Linked DNA regions of Gossypium hirsutum: region 2 is linked to region 1. The links are chromatin contacts, called in public Hi-C maps. All regions are on one chromosome and are shown on one strand. The core of a region is the stretch at or near the end of the contact, and the rest is flanking DNA. Distances in the headings are between cores, read along the strand shown. Region 1 holds the start of LOC107914518. Region 2 holds the start of LOC107914156 (pre-mRNA-processing-splicing factor 8A).

Region 1 (7,914 bases), core at 1,677-4,176:
GTTGAAAGGCAAATAGAAGCCACAAATCTCAACCATGGAAAACCAGCTATTTTTTCCCTGATAATACTCCCAAATCACGTTGTGGACATCATACTGCCACTTCACCATGTTTTCACTTCCATAACTTCTCATATCTCTGCCTATTTCTGATTACTGAAGAAAATTTAAACCTGCTTCCATATAGTGCCAACTAAGTTGAATCCATCTTTTACATAGACTAAAATGGAAGCTAATTCTCCAAATTCACAGTCACACTAAGCCAAGCTTTACCTTCTTTGATGAAGCTACTACAGAATTTGGGCCTTATTGATGCTCAAAATCATCAACTAATTAGCAGCGATACTGTAATATCATACAAGAGAACAATATTTTTAAAGAAAAACCCAGTTAGAAACATGCAGCATTCTTTTACGTTACATACCTGTCTAATATGGCCATTTTATCAAATATTGGATACCTGTGACATTTAAACTTACACTATCATGGCCTGAGAACCACCAAGGGTGAATATATATGACCTCTCCCAAATTCACACCAATATACATACCACAAAGATTCAAATGTCACAGTTCATGACCTTGGTTGTTAGTGATTTATCAGGTTAACATAGACAAAGTGCAGGAATTGAAAAAGAATAATATAATCTGTTAGAGGCTTTAATATACAAAATCACTGCAAAAACATAGGTTATCAATCTTTGTATCATAAAGAGAACCCACACCCTTGTTAAGAAATGCCCTTATGTCATAATTCATGACCTTGTTCGCTAATCAATAATCCAACAAATAGAAGAAATAAAACCTCAATCATAATCTAATTGGCTAGCATCTAAACCATGCACAGAAGGGAACAAGTAGTGATAAACATGCAATTCATGCATTCAAAACGTAGCCGACTGGTAGTATCAAATTACTCTAATGATATCTAATTAGGTACTAGACAAAAAAGAGTTAACTATGAATGTAGGCAACAAAAAAAGCAAGTTAAAGGTGTGTTGTGACACCATAGAGTGATTGCAAGAAAGTGTTATTACTACAGTAGTAATAACACCCTCTTGTAATTACAAAGAATTATAACTCTCTATATGTGTTTGGCTAGTAGAGTGTAACTACATCTTAAAGAAATAAAAAAGCTAAAGTATGAAAGTCATCAAGACTAATTACTTGCATAGTTCCTCCAATTCTCAGCATCTCCTAAGAAATGAAGCAAGTAATTGGGGTGCTACAATTATACTCAATTCGATGGGACTCACTAATTACAATAATTACCTATCCATGACAAACATATGTAATTAGGAACGATTACATTGTGTGGCATCTCACTTTTATCTACCTCCCAGAAGGTAAATGGAAAACCTTGATATTTGATTCCATAAGATGTTACAAGAATATGTTTCCCTAATATAACAAAAGCTAATTGGAAATGAAAGAAAACAAAGTACAAGTTCTTTACCTATATTTTAATTTTCTTCGCGTATTTCTGGTACTAATCTATCTGAGTCTGATATTTATATACAGAACCAAATTTCTTACTAGGTTATCTTCTAAATCGAGATCCTTTGTTAGGTTTACCAGTATTCCTCCCATCCCATGAAGAAGACCAGAAAAACAGAGACATCCAGAAAAGAACAGCAAAGAAGATCCGTGCACGATCCTGAAATCTAGACAACTTTCCCTCTAATCCTGTTCCACAGACAAAAGGATCATAAGAATACCAGAACTGGTTGCCTTCAAAGCAGTTTCAATGGAATCTTGACTTCAAATACAACAAGCAAACAAGAAAGAGTCAAATTTAGCTAATTATATGCAATGAAAAAAATATGGGTCTTTTAATACCGCCCTTTGGTAGCATTACATTGTCACGACAGATATTTCTGATCTCTATCACCAAAAATCACCATCTCCATAGCAACTTTCAAATTGGTACACACATTCGTGATCCCATTAACATATAATCTATTATAAAAATCATCGAATAAAAGAAACAAATCACAAGCTTCAAATTTTACTTATGATAACACAAAACTATATAAAAATTCCCAAAAGAAAAGTTTTACATTCAATAAATCATATTTCGTTCCTACTAAGGAAACAAAGAAGACTGCCCTATCGAATTGTGAATTGGTTCTAGTTTTCATTCCTCGTACCAGACCAATCCGCATTCCAAGTAACAATGGTTCTAAACAGTTGCTTTTACTCCAATGATGCATTAACGGATGATGTGTAAAATTAAGTACCAGTTCTTGTTAAAAAATACACTACTAATCTACTATGTTCACTTGGGTGTTAATTATGGAAAACAGTAACAAACAAAACACTCATCCACTTTTGAAGAGCCAGAAATGTTACTGGTAATCTAAAATTTTCTTTTCCTTTTTTGATTCTTAATCCAGAAAAAAGAAAATAAAGAGAGAAAGCAACTATTAATTGCTACACTAAGCTTCTGAACTTACAACTAACATATTTGCAATTTCAAGACTGAATTTTAAAGGAAGAAGAAAAGAAAACAACTTGACAACTAGAAAGAAAAGACAAAATATGAGCGGAAAATATCCAAAGTCTAAATTTTCCATAATTATTCACACACACAAGAAAAAATCAAAGAAATTAATCCAAATCCAACTCCAATCGCATGAACACACAATCAGCAAAAGTTAAAAAAAAAAAAGAGAAAAAAAGGTGGAAACCTGGGGGGTCAGAGTCAGGCGGAGAAGGTGGAGGGGAGCCGGCAGAGAGACAACGTGGAGGGCGGGTAGGGGAAAAGGAACGGAGGCGGACGGGGAGGGAGGGAGAGAGGGGATGAAACCTGGGGGGAAAGATCAAAGATTTGGAAAAGGAATAAGAGTGGTGGGGTGAAGGTGCGAAAGGGGTGAGCATTTCCATTTTTCTGGTATCCATGCAACCAACTCACTTAAACTCCCCAAATTATCGTTTATATAGTAGTGGGCTTGGACTATAAGGCTAATTTCATTTTTCTCATCTGAAATTGGGCCTACCAATTTGGTACTCTCGTTTTTGTGGGGAGTTTTAATTTTTAAAGTATTTTTTTAAAATTAAAGGAGGGGTTGATTTGAAAATTCAATTAAATGGCTCACAAGATTTTAGATGGTGAGTGAAATTTTACATAAATTATTTTTAACAATCGACTCAATTTTAATTTAACTCGTATCGATACTACTATAAGTGTAGAAAAATATGAATTCAAATGTACTAAATATATTTATCCATTTATTTAAATTATGCTTAGTTTTATAGACTTATTGAAGTCTTCTTTGTAAAAGATCTAATTGGGCAATATTTTTATTTAAATTATAATGTATTTATTCCATCTAATCATTCATATCTTAATTCATATATATATATATATATCAGGTAATATTGGATTAACATAAGAAATTTATAACCTTTTTGACAATTTGAAAAATGGATTCTTAGTATAATAATTACAAATTTCGAATTTTATTTTGAAAAGTGATCGATTTATTAATTTTTAATTAAAATTTGATATCACCAATAATTTATTTGAATTTAAGTTATTCAAATCTTAAATTCAAAATCTTGGCTTAACGAAAACTTTCAACTTTTAGAAATTTTAAAATTTTAAGTTCAAATTATGTATACGTAAATTATATGCGAGTAAATTAATTTGAGTTAAATTAGTCTCATCCATGTAAAGCTTCAACAATTTATTTAAATTTATTTGTATTCAAGTAATTCAATCTTCATTTCACCATTAAGGCCTTAATTTAATTATAGTTGTTTATAAAAGGACACATAATCAGCAACTCAAAATGTTGACCTTCACGTTGACTCAACTTGAAAAGAGGTTTAGTTGGACCATTTGCCAGGATCAAAGGAGTACCAACCCTTCATTCCCTTGAAAATGGCCAGGCACCTGCTTTAAGGATGAACATTCTTTTAAGTGTAAACATGCCCTCAAGACGATGAGGGACCTACTTGAGCATAACAACCTTCTATTAATTGAATAACATATTTAGTCCATGCTTTTTAGAACATGCTTTATACAAAGAAGAATAGCATATTTAGTACTGCTCAAACTATGAATAACATGCTTTATACAAAGAAGAATAGCAGCAACTACTGCTAACAAATCCTAAGCAGACTAACTTCTAATCAAACTAACTACTCCAACTGACTCTTAGTTACTCTAATATTCACCCATCACTCACGTCTTGTAACACCAAGTTTACTCTACAATTGAAAAAAAATGTGGAGGATACGACTTGGTAAGTATGTCAGCAACTTGATCAAGGCACTGGAACTTCACTTACAACAATTCTTTCGTAAGCAACTTTCTCACGAGCAAAGAACAAATCAAGCTCGACGTGTTTGAATTTCAAATAAAGAACTGAATTGGCTAAAACAGCAATGACATTTGAATTGTCACACCAAATAGCAGATTTGTCATTTGAAACCATGCGAAGCTCACTCAACAATGACTCAAGCCATGTAACATCAGCAGTAGCAGCAATACTCCTATATTCGGCTTTTGTTATCATCAAGACACAACTTGCTGCTTTTTAGAACACTAAGAGACGATATTACTACCAAAAAACACACAATACCCAGTTGTGGATCGACAATCATCAAAATCAAGACCCCAATTCGCATCAGCATATACAACCAAAGATAACTTGTCAAAAGGTTGTATTTGTATACCATAATCAATAGTGTTATAAAGATAATGCAAAATTTGTTTAGTCGCAACATAATGAACATCAGTTAGGGCATGCATGAACTGACAAATGTGGTTGACAGCATAAGCAATGTCAGGATAAGTGAGAACCACATATTGTAATTCCCTAGCAATGCTTCGATACTCATGCAGATTTTCAAGTGATCCTCTCATATGTTTAGACAACTAACAAGAACTAACCATAGGCATAGAACCTCCTTTTGCATTCTCCATACGGCATCTCTCTAGCAAATTAAGTACATACTTCCACTGACTTAGATGTAGCCCACCACTATCGAGATGAGCAACTTTAGTGCCTAAGAAATAATAAAGAAATCTTATATCTTTGTGTGAAAACTCAATATGCATCATACTAACAAACTCATCAATTTTTGTATCTAAGTTACCAGTAATAATTATATCATCCACATAAACCAATACATACATACGACATGTGTCGATAACCCAAACAAACAAAGAAGCATCAGATTTAGAAAACGCAAACACAATGGAAATAAGAAATGTCTTCAACTTGTCAAACCACGCTTTTAGAGCCTATCATAACCCATACAAAACTTTATTCAAACAAAAAACAAGAGGTTGTTGCATGTATACCTCTTCAGTTAAATCACCATTAAGAAAAGCGTTGTTCACATCCATTTAACGCAACTGCTAGCGGTTTGTAACAACAACAGAAAGAATAGTACGAATCGTAGTCAGTTTAACCATTGGACTAAATGTTTCCCAAAAATCACAGCCAGAAACTTGATAACACCTTTTTCCAACTAATCTCCCCTTTCGTCGAGCCACGGTACCATCAGAATTGCATTTCACCTTAAATATCCACTTACAGCCAATAGCTTTGCGACCCAGAGGTAATGGAACTAAAGTCCAAGTATTGTTGCAGATCAAGGCATCATATTCCTTGTGAGCAACTTTCCTCTATTCATTACTAACAAAGGCCTCTTCAATATTGTAAGGTTCACGTTCATCAAGCTCAACAGTCAAGACCTTTGGTTTAAAAACACCTACTTTCGACCAGGTAACCATATGATGAGTATTGATGGGAAGAACTAGCGGTAATAAAAGAATAGAACAACAAGAGTTAGAACTTCAGGTGTAAGTGAACACAAACTAAACCCATCATCATGTGCAATACCACCAATCTCTGTAAACGGACTAGTAGCCGAAAAAGAAGAAGCAAGAGAACACCGTGATGACTAATTAAGACGTGTAACAGGAGATACTAAAACTTGAGTACCCAAATGAGATGATAAGACACTATGCGACTTGGGCATGAAACGAGGGTATACCACGAGAACACATGTGGTAACACGATCCAAACCTGTAGGCGAACAACTAGTACTAGTTGACGGTGCAAACAAAAATTGATTTTGTTAGCTCAATAATTCAACTCGAAATCACCAAGAAGGGGGTGAATTGGCCTCTTAAAAATTTTTGGTTGCCAAGAAAAGCATAGAGACAATAAAAACTTTAATTTATAGTGGTTCGGCCCCAATTACCTACTCCACTACCTTAGCTTTCAACAATTAAGGATTTTCCCAAATTTACTAATTTAATAACCTTTGAAGACAATGTTTAACCTTACAATCTCCCTTAAGATTTCTACCCAAAATCTTAATATTGCAACTCCTTTAAGGTTTCTACCCAAACCTTAAGACTTAACCCTCTCAAAGAGTAAATACAGATAGTAAACTAAGAAGTTATCTTTACAAGATCAAAATGTTTTCCAATTAAGCACAAATAAACAAGAACACACTTGAGCTAAAGAATAACAATGAAGGCTCACAAGTGTGTACAATAAAAGTATGAAAGAATTAAGCATTAAGGTTGTATTGATTGATCTTTTGGTTTGATTATCTCTTTTGTTGTTATAGGACCTTTAGAAGATGATATTTATACCCTATAATTCATTTTCAACCATTGTGATTGTTGGAAACATGAATAGAGTCATTGGGATGAAAATATCAAATCATTAAATTTACCTACTATAATTAAATTTAATGTTTGATTCAGTGATCGTTAAAGTTAGTTTACAACTATACCAAAGACAATTTATCAATACTTGGTAAAAGGTATCGATACTTTTTGAAAAGGTATTGATATTTTGAAAACTACCGATACTTGATACTTTTTGGCCTGGAGCAATACTGACTTGTTTTAAAATAGTTTTAACTTGATTGAAAATTTTTACCTCAATTGAAACCATTTTAACTTGATTTTATCATTTTGCTAAATTTGTTCAACTTTAAGTTTTATTCAAAACCATTTTAATTTGTTATATCAAAACATATTATCAAATAAAGCTAGGTATAACAAATTCTCATCAAACACCACATGACGCGAAACAAACACCTGGCCATCAGTAGCAAGACATTGATAACCATTGTGTTGTGGACTATATCCAAGAAATGTGCACGGATGAAATCGGAACTCCAACTTGTGACGATTGAACGGTCATAAGTACGGGTAACAACACCTAAACACCCGAAGATAATCGTAATCAGGATGAATACCATGAAGAACCAAGTAAGTTGACTGATTTTTAAGAATCAAAATAGTCAAGCAGTTAATCAAATGAACAACATAAGAAAAACCATACCCCTAATACTTCATTGGCAAGTGAATCTAAGCAAGTAATGTAAAACTAACCTCAACTACATGGCGGTGCTTTCGTTCAAAAATATCATTATGTTCTGACGTGTGCAAACAAGTGACGCGATGAATGATATCATGTTGAGCAAGATAAGAAGTGAAAAACTGAAATTCACCACCCCAGTCACTCTGAAATTGCTTGATTTCTTTATGAAATTGCACCTTAACAAACTTTTAAAAATGCATAAAGCAATCAATAGCTTGAGATTTCTTTTTAAAAAGATACAACCAAGTAAACCGACTGTGCACATCCACAAATGTAACATAATACCAATTCGACTCAGAATCCATAGGAGTCAATCCCCATAAATCAGAAACCAAAAGATCAAACGGATTATTGTAAACGGCAGTTGAAGCTGAAAATGGAAGCTTATAAGACTTCTTTTGATGACACGAAAAACAAACATGTGTCATATTATTAGTAATAGAAACATTACAAAATTTTAAGGTAGATCTTAAGACCCAAGATGACGAATGCCCAAGTCACCGATGCCACAACTCAAATTTAGTACAAACAATAGAAGAGCTATGACTATTCACCAA
Region 2 (7,914 bases), core at 3,511-6,010, 210 kb before region 1:
AGCCATTAAATATTTCTATTAATTCAACTAGGGTTTCACTTCCTCTCCCTATAAATAGATGGCACCAATAGGGCTAACAAGACTGAAGAAGTTACATACAACTTTGAAATATTGTTATTTTTCCCAAAAAGTAGTGAAAAATTATTTTCTAGAGTAAATTATATTTTCTAGGAATAACAATTTTACCAATTTCTATTATGAGAGAGATTTACTTTCCCACTAAAAGTAAAGAAAATAAATTTTGGTTCTATGTTTGATTCGATTTTGTTCGAATCCATGCTCAAAGTAGTTTGTGGTACGAGAATAGAGGAGAAAGTTGTTCGGTTGAAAGTCGAGAACAACAAGGATCGTTTAGCCCAAAACACAGGTGTAATTTCTGGAAAAGTTTATTACCATAAATATCACAAACCAACTCAATTTTCAAAATTTTATTTTTCTGCAATGTAAGAAAATTGTTTTCGAATCAAATTTTTTTCTTAAGAAATTGTTTTTGAACCAAATTTTTCCCAACAAGGAAGGCTTTGTAAACTCCAAGGCTCTTATTATTTGATTTGAGAAGAGCACCGGTGAAGTGAAGCCTGGAATTTGGAGCTTCCTTGGTAAGGTTGGCCTAAGAGACAAAAAGTTCATTTTATTCCTTCTTCAAAACCGATTAGTTAAAGGAGAGTAAAAAAATGTTAAAAGAGGTTGAGGTACAAGAAACAAGTTATAGGAAAATAGTGAAGACCCTTCTGTTGGTAAAGAAAGTATCCAAAGAGAAGGTAAGAAAGGAGGAATACCTTGGGCTTGCTAGAAAGTGAGAACTAATGCGACACCAACTTAGTTGTTTAAGAAATTATGAAAGTTTGAGGTTGGTGGAACTATCAATTAAGGATGGGGAATTCGAGAAAGAAGGGGGGTGAAAAGGTAAATACCTCTTTAATGGAGAGACTAAACTAAACTAAACTAGGCAGCTTCATTCAAGGTAAGGAATAGAAATGAAGCTATGATCTATTAGCTTGATCATTTGGTGGGTTGGTAGTCCATAAGGAAAATGGAAGAAGAAGATCCATGTTCCAAAATATAGGGACGATACCTACTCGTACTGCTTTGCGTTAATAGGCTCTATATATGTTCAGGGGACGGGGTCAGTTCCACCTTTGTAGCAGTATCTGCACTTTTGGATCTCAATTGTTCCTTGGGACCATTTATTGTTTTGCTGTTTTATTTGCATAGGTTATAATAGAAATTTCATCGTATCTTTAAGCATGTCCTAGCATTGTCAGTGCAGTTGTAAGTTATGGGTGGCTGAGCCTGTAATTGGTAAGACTTTAAGGGCTCCTTTGGATGCCAACGCACAACAGTGCGTTGAATTTTTTCCCCTTTATTATTAATCTCATTGCACTGGACTGTGGACAGCCTTTGGATGTGTTGGCTTCCAGCACAGTGAGGAGTTTCTACTGCACTGGACAGCCTTAAGCTGACCGGTAAAAGTTCCAGTAGGGCAGTAGACATTTTTAGAAGACAATAATACCCTAAATATTATACCAAACCCCATTCATTCTCTTATCTCAAATTCAGCAAGATTCTTAGAAGAAGAAGAAGAGCTAGCTAACCTTTCTAACAGGAACATGATTACGAGGATGTTTGGTTTTCAAATCAACAGTAAGATAATGTTTGGGTTTTGCTGATGAAGAGCTGAAACGAATCAAACCAGCTTCACGAGCAGATCTAAAGTACTGAGTTATGGGCAATTCATTTGCATGATCCCAGTCTCCAAATGCTGGAATTTGCCCACTTCTCTTGCAATTATAATCCTAGTTAAACAGGCAAAACAAGAAAAATCCCACCTTAGATTTAGCTTTAAAGAAGAAATTCAAACAAGAAGAGAAACACAACTTACATCCATGGTGGTCGGCTGTTATTTTGAATCTAAAATAAAAATAAGAGCAAATTGAAAAGGTGTTAGGTGACTTTTAAGGGTTGTGTTTAAAGAAAGTGAGATGAAAAAGTTGAAAAGAAGATATGGGGATTCTCAAGGAAGTTAAAAGAAGATACAGATTCTAGTTTCAGAAATTACACTGAAGAAGAGAATGAATTTAATCTAGCAGTGATGTTATTACTTGGTCTATATTTTTTTCCCTAATTTTGGCTTAAATTATTAGGCATTAGTTTCACAAACTGGAAAAAATAAGAAGGCATGAACGGGTATTCAGAGAAGAAAAGAACATGAAGAAGAATGAGTTGGAATGGATGAGTTTAATCATATTTTTATTTTGGAAAAAATTAAATAAAAATAAAAATCATAAAATTTAGGATAAAAATATTAATATAATATTAAACTATAATAAAGAGATAATATCTCTATTTCATATAATTCTTACTCTAATATTTCATTACTCAAAAAAACACCTGAGAGAAAAATATAGTAGGAATAATAATACTAAAAAAAAGCAAATAATATAATCCAAAATTTCCATTTATCGTAATTTGTGTCATATTAGGGATGAAGTTAAATGATACTTTTATTTATTAATTAAACATGAAACCGGAAATTTTCTAAAATTTAAATTGAATTGCGATAGTTAAATGGCTTATGGATTAAATCGTAGAGGAAAGTAAAGTGGTATGTTAAATGTAAGGAGGAAGAATTTAATTGATTGGAAATTGATAGGGATTAGTTGAGGAATTGGCCAAAGCCCTTGGGAGTAAATTGACCATGTTTTGTGGAGAAAGTAAATCATCTCCTTGGACCCTTGGGTGAGAGCAAAAGAAAAAGAGTTACTATAACAAAATTAAAAATAATTATCATTTTATCTAATAAATAATTTAAATTAATTATATAATTCATTAAAATATTGAAAGATACATTTTAATATTTTATTAAATGAATTTATAAATTCACATATTTTAATAATTTTAAAAAAGTAAAATAATTTAAATAACTTCTATTATATATCAATTCTAATATGATGTCCTTAATAGTCATTTTTTATTCTCACATCACCGCTACAGCTGCGTTTGAATCCAAACACACACTCTACCATTGTACCGCTACAGTATCCAATCTCACCGTTACAGTAATTAATCTCACCGCCACCACTGTTTTTAACCTCACTGGAGGTAAACACACCGCTCATCCAAACTAGCCCTAAGTCTGGATCTTTACTTAATGGTCTTGAAATACTAGTATAATTGATTTATGCCTTATGTGTTAGGATTTATGCCATTATTGCAGTGATTTCATCATAGTTTACTTGTAATCTTTTAATTGGTTTCATATGATTATTTAATATTTTTTTGTTGATTGTTCTTTGTGGTTTTTACATGTGAAGTAAATATTAGCTCATCGATTATTTAAGGTTTAACTAAATCAAGTTGTATTACATGGTTAGGTTTGTTAGTTTTGATGTCCTAAGCTTTTGATATAATAACATATAAGACAAATTATATATATTATATCCTAAATCATTTAGTGAAAATATGATTAAAAATTTAATGAGACATTTTCAAAGACTTGCAAAATACTCAAAAAAATATTTTAATTTAGGTAAATATTTTTAGATTAATATCAAAGTGTTTTAAGGTGTTTAAAATGTTTTTAAGGGATTATGACATGCAAGTCTCGAGACATATAGTATATGATTATATGTCTTGAGACATGAAAACTTCAAAGTAAAAAACTGATTCAAGAGTTGCCAAGTCTCGAGACAATTGACAGATTGTCTCGAGACATGGCCTGTCAACAGTTATATAATGACTATTTATCAGCCATGTCTCGAGGGATCTTGCCAAGTCTCAAGACATACATTGTAGGGACATTTTTTAAGCTCACAATTAATGCTTCCAATTACCAGAATTCATCTCCAATGACCATAAACATCTACAAACTTGTTCCTTGATAAAAATACACTTCAAGAACACTTCAAAACTCAAGAGAGATATCCAAGCATCGTGATCAAGAGAGAAATATTCAAATCTTTATTATTTTTATTTCTTTTGTAAATATTCTTTGGGAGCTTATTGTTAGATTATTTGTCACTCTCATTTCATTTCTTTGAGAGCTTATTTTTTTTTAAATACATGCCTTATAGAGGTTTCTTTGTTTACTTTCTTTCATATCACCAATTGTAAACTGTGAGGGTTTTAGTTGAGTTATAAAAACTAAAAAGGGTTCTAATTTAGCCATAAAAGTTAGGTTGAAAGATTCTATCTAAGCCTTAAGGAAAATATAGTGTTGTAAATGTTATACCTTCTCCTTGAAAGGTATTAATTCTTATAGAAAATTGGGAAATCCTTGGTTGAGGTATACCAAGATAGTGGAGTTAAGCAATTGGGCCGAACCATTATAAAACTAATGAGAAAACAATTTATATTAGTAGGTAATCTAAATTGTTCATAATCTATAGAATTAGATTAAACAAATGACTCATGTTATAACTATTCGTCTATATAAAACTGATGAAAGAAATAATTTGTGTTAGTATCAAAGCTGGATTGAATCTAAGCATAGAGACATGAACAATGATACATTAGATAAAAATGATATCGAATTTATCTTAAAATCCATTCATGGATTAATTTACTTGTAAGTCTATTTTGGTATGGATTGGGTTTTTGACTCCATGTCAAACAAATATGCACTAGATTGGGCCATTTCGGACAGCAGAGAAATTTGGAGCAACAAACATGGGCCTATTATAGCCAGAAATGGCCCACAAAACATCACGTGACACTCACACCGCCATTCGTTTATATCCCTAAAATTATAAAACCAACCGATTCCTATTTTCTTTCATCTTTACTCGTAAATTCTCACACTGTCTGTCTTTGCTTAGAGGGCAGAGAGGAAGGAAATAAGAAAACAGGAAGTGAGAAAAAAACTCAAATCCCCTTTAAAACCCTAATTTCCAATTTCATTTCATTTCTTTCTTTAGGCTGAGGTAGAAGCTTCTCGGCCAAAGTTGCCATGTGGAGCAACAACAACAACGGCGCTCAGATTGCGCCACCGGGAACTGGTGGATCCACCATCCCGCCGCCTCCAGCTGCTCAACCTTCGTACACCGTGCTGGCTCCGCAGAGTACGCCACAGGATGCCGAGGCCAAGCTGGAGGAGAAGGCTCGGAAATGGATGCAGCTTAACTCTAAGCGATATGGAGATAAAAGGAAGTTTGGTTTTGTCGAGACGCAGAAGGAGGACATGCCTCCTGAGCACGTCAGGAAGATTATCAGGTGAGAGCTTTATTTTTTCGTTTTTTACATAATTTTTTCTGGATTAAAGATTGTTAAGCTGAGGTTTTATCTATTTGAAGAATTGCTAAGCTGGTTAGGTCGGTTAAGATAGTTTCCTCTCATTGGTTTTTTTTAATTTCATCTTATTTCCCCCTATTTTGAAGGATATAGAGTGTTCTTCGGTCTTATCTATTATTTATATTTCTTGTTGGACATGGAAAGCTTCGCTTAGGTTCGTGTTTCTGCTATGATTTGAGAGATTTTTGGTTTCATGTCTTATGTTTTGTTAAGACTAGAGAAAACCTTATATTATGAAGCTTGCATAGGGCATTTTAAGAGAAGGAGAGGAAGACATGATTACTTGTGGAAATTATCAAAAAGATGACTGCTTATTGAGTTTGCATAGGAATGGCTTGAGTAGGTTGCTATTGTACAATATGATCTGGTATTCCGTAGGGGTTGTTCTATTGTTCTTGTGGTTGGATCAGTTCATAAGTTGCCCCTTAGAAGTTCGAAGTTCTTACTTCATGGTTACTTCTTCACTATATAATGGAATGTAAAGGGAAAGTTAAATTGTAAAATGTATCTGTAAAAATGGCTTGTGTTCTATATTTATTTTCTCCTTTGATACCTGATTCTTCCAAGATGTGCAGGCTTTTGAGCTAAGAAGTTTCTTTATTTTTGATCAGTTTTATCTTCACCAGTTAATCTTTAATATTTAAACATTTTTTTCTTTTGAATTTTATTGAAGGCATGGTACTCTCTTGGTTGAGTTAATATACCCTTGCCCTTTTTATGATGATTTATAGTTTAATGTTCTGATGGTATTATTATTTTCTCTTTCTTGTTGCCTTAGTCTTTTAGGATGGGTCCTGACTTGTCTGCTGTTGGATCTAGTACTCTGAACTTCCATTGACATGATATGCATCATGCAATAATGGTTAACTTTTTTTTCTCCCTGGCAGAGATCATGGAGACATGTCTTCGAAAAAATATCGGCATGATAAACGTGTTTATCTTGGGGCCCTTAAATTCATTCCTCATGCAGTTTATAAGCTCCTTGAGAATATGCCAATGCCTTGGGAGCAGGTTCGTGATGTGAAGGTCTTATACCATATTACAGGAGCTATAACATTTGTGAATGAAATACCATGGGTTGTTGAACCAATTTATTTAGCACAGGTATGCTTATTTCCTTCCCCTCATACAACAAACTGACACCGAAATGAGTTGTATCTCAGTTCAATTATACATGGAAGTAGTATACTACTGTTGTTATTGATTGAGTTATCTTCATCTCTACAGTGGGGTACGATGTGGATCATGATGCGGAGAGAGAAAAGAGATCGTCGACATTTCAAGAGAATGCGGTTTCCACCATTTGATGATGAGGAACCTCCGTTAGACTATGCTGATAATTTGTTAGATGTCGATCCTCTAGAGCCAATTCAGTTGGAGCTGGATGAAGAGGAAGATTCTGCCGTACATGCATGGTTTTATGACCACAAGCCTCTTGTCAAAACAAAGCTTATCAATGGTCCAAGTTACAGGAAATGGCATCTATCTCTTCCAATAATGGCTACTTTGCACCGGCTTGCTGGACAGCTGCTTTCTGATTTGATTGACCGTAATTATTTCTACTTGTTTGACATGGAGTCATTCTTCACAGCTAAAGCATTGAACATGTGCATACCTGGTTAGTCTCCTTCCTTTTTGTATTACTCTGAACTTCTTTTTTCCTACGGTCATGAATGTTTTGAAATTAAGGTTGGTTGATGCTGCCTTGTGGGATTAATAAAGTTGATCGATAATTATGTTGCAAATGTAATCATTGGAAGCAGTATTTCAAAACTTCGTTACTCTTGTATTGCTTGCATTTACTGGCATTTTGATCACTTTTTATTATTTGTTTTTAATCGCGTGGGACTTGGTGGTGGTAGAAGATACTGTAATGGATAAATAGAATGAGATAATAATTTCCCATTTCTATCTTTATGCCATGTTGTGGCTGTGAAATCAGTCTTCTTTGAGATTGATAAAATGATGATTTCTGTTTGCTATTTGTCTTTATGCTGCTTGAACTCATTCTCCACAAATTGTGCATATTTGTAGGTGGTCCTAAGTTTGAGCCTCTATACCGTGATATGGAGAAAGGGGATGAGGACTGGAATGAATTTAATGACATAAACAAACTAATTATCCGGTCACCTCTTAGGACAGAATACAGAATTGCTTTTCCTCATCTTTATAACAATAGGCCCAGGAAAGTAAAGTTGTGTGTGTATCACACTCCGATGGTCATGTACATTAAAACAGAAGACCCTGATTTGCCAGCATTCTACTATGATCCTTTGATACACCCCATAACTACCACAAACAAGGAACGGCGTGAGAAGAAAATTTATGATGATGATGATGAAGATGATTTTGTCTTGCCTGAAGGGGTGGAACCTTTGCTGAATGACACACAGCTTTACACTGACACCACTGCTGCTGGGGTTTCTCTTTTATTTGCTCCACGTCCTTTTAATATGAGATCTGGTCGGATGCGACGTGCTGAAGATATACCACTTGTCTCAGAGTGGTACAAGGAGCATTGTCCTCCATCTTACCCCGTTAAAGTGCGGGTTAGTTATCAGAAATTATTGAAATGCTTTGTGCTGAATGAGTTGCATCATAGACCACCTAAGGCTCAAAAGAAGA

What was found. A called contact is a pair of places that touch in the nucleus more often than the background predicts.
Region 2: a Hi-C map of leaf shows a contact between it and region 1, with 4 times the contacts expected there. The contact joins the promoter of LOC107914156 here to the promoter of LOC107914518 in region 1. A contact is called at or near these places in 3 of 34 Hi-C or Micro-C datasets (callus and leaf).

What each region holds. Positions count from the first base shown.
Region 1 is chrD10:9,149,381-9,157,294 of Gossypium_hirsutum_v2.1, reverse strand. It overlaps LOC107914518, which reads right to left and starts at 2,926. Exons shown (of 2, transcript XM_016843458.2): 1 at 2,687-2,926; 2 at 1,344-1,682. The coding sequence starts at 2,897. The coding sequence ends at 1,537. It overlaps LOC121222378 (a long non-coding RNA gene), which reads right to left. Exons shown (of 5, transcript XR_005919628.1): 4 at 7,369-7,542; 5 at 6,921-7,195.
Region 2 is chrD10:9,361,128-9,369,041 of Gossypium_hirsutum_v2.1, reverse strand. It overlaps LOC107914156 (pre-mRNA-processing-splicing factor 8A), which reads left to right and starts at 4,760. Exons shown (of 23, transcript XM_041103055.1): 1 at 4,760-5,211; 2 at 6,177-6,393; 3 at 6,517-6,907; 4 at 7,324-7,914. The coding sequence starts at 4,949.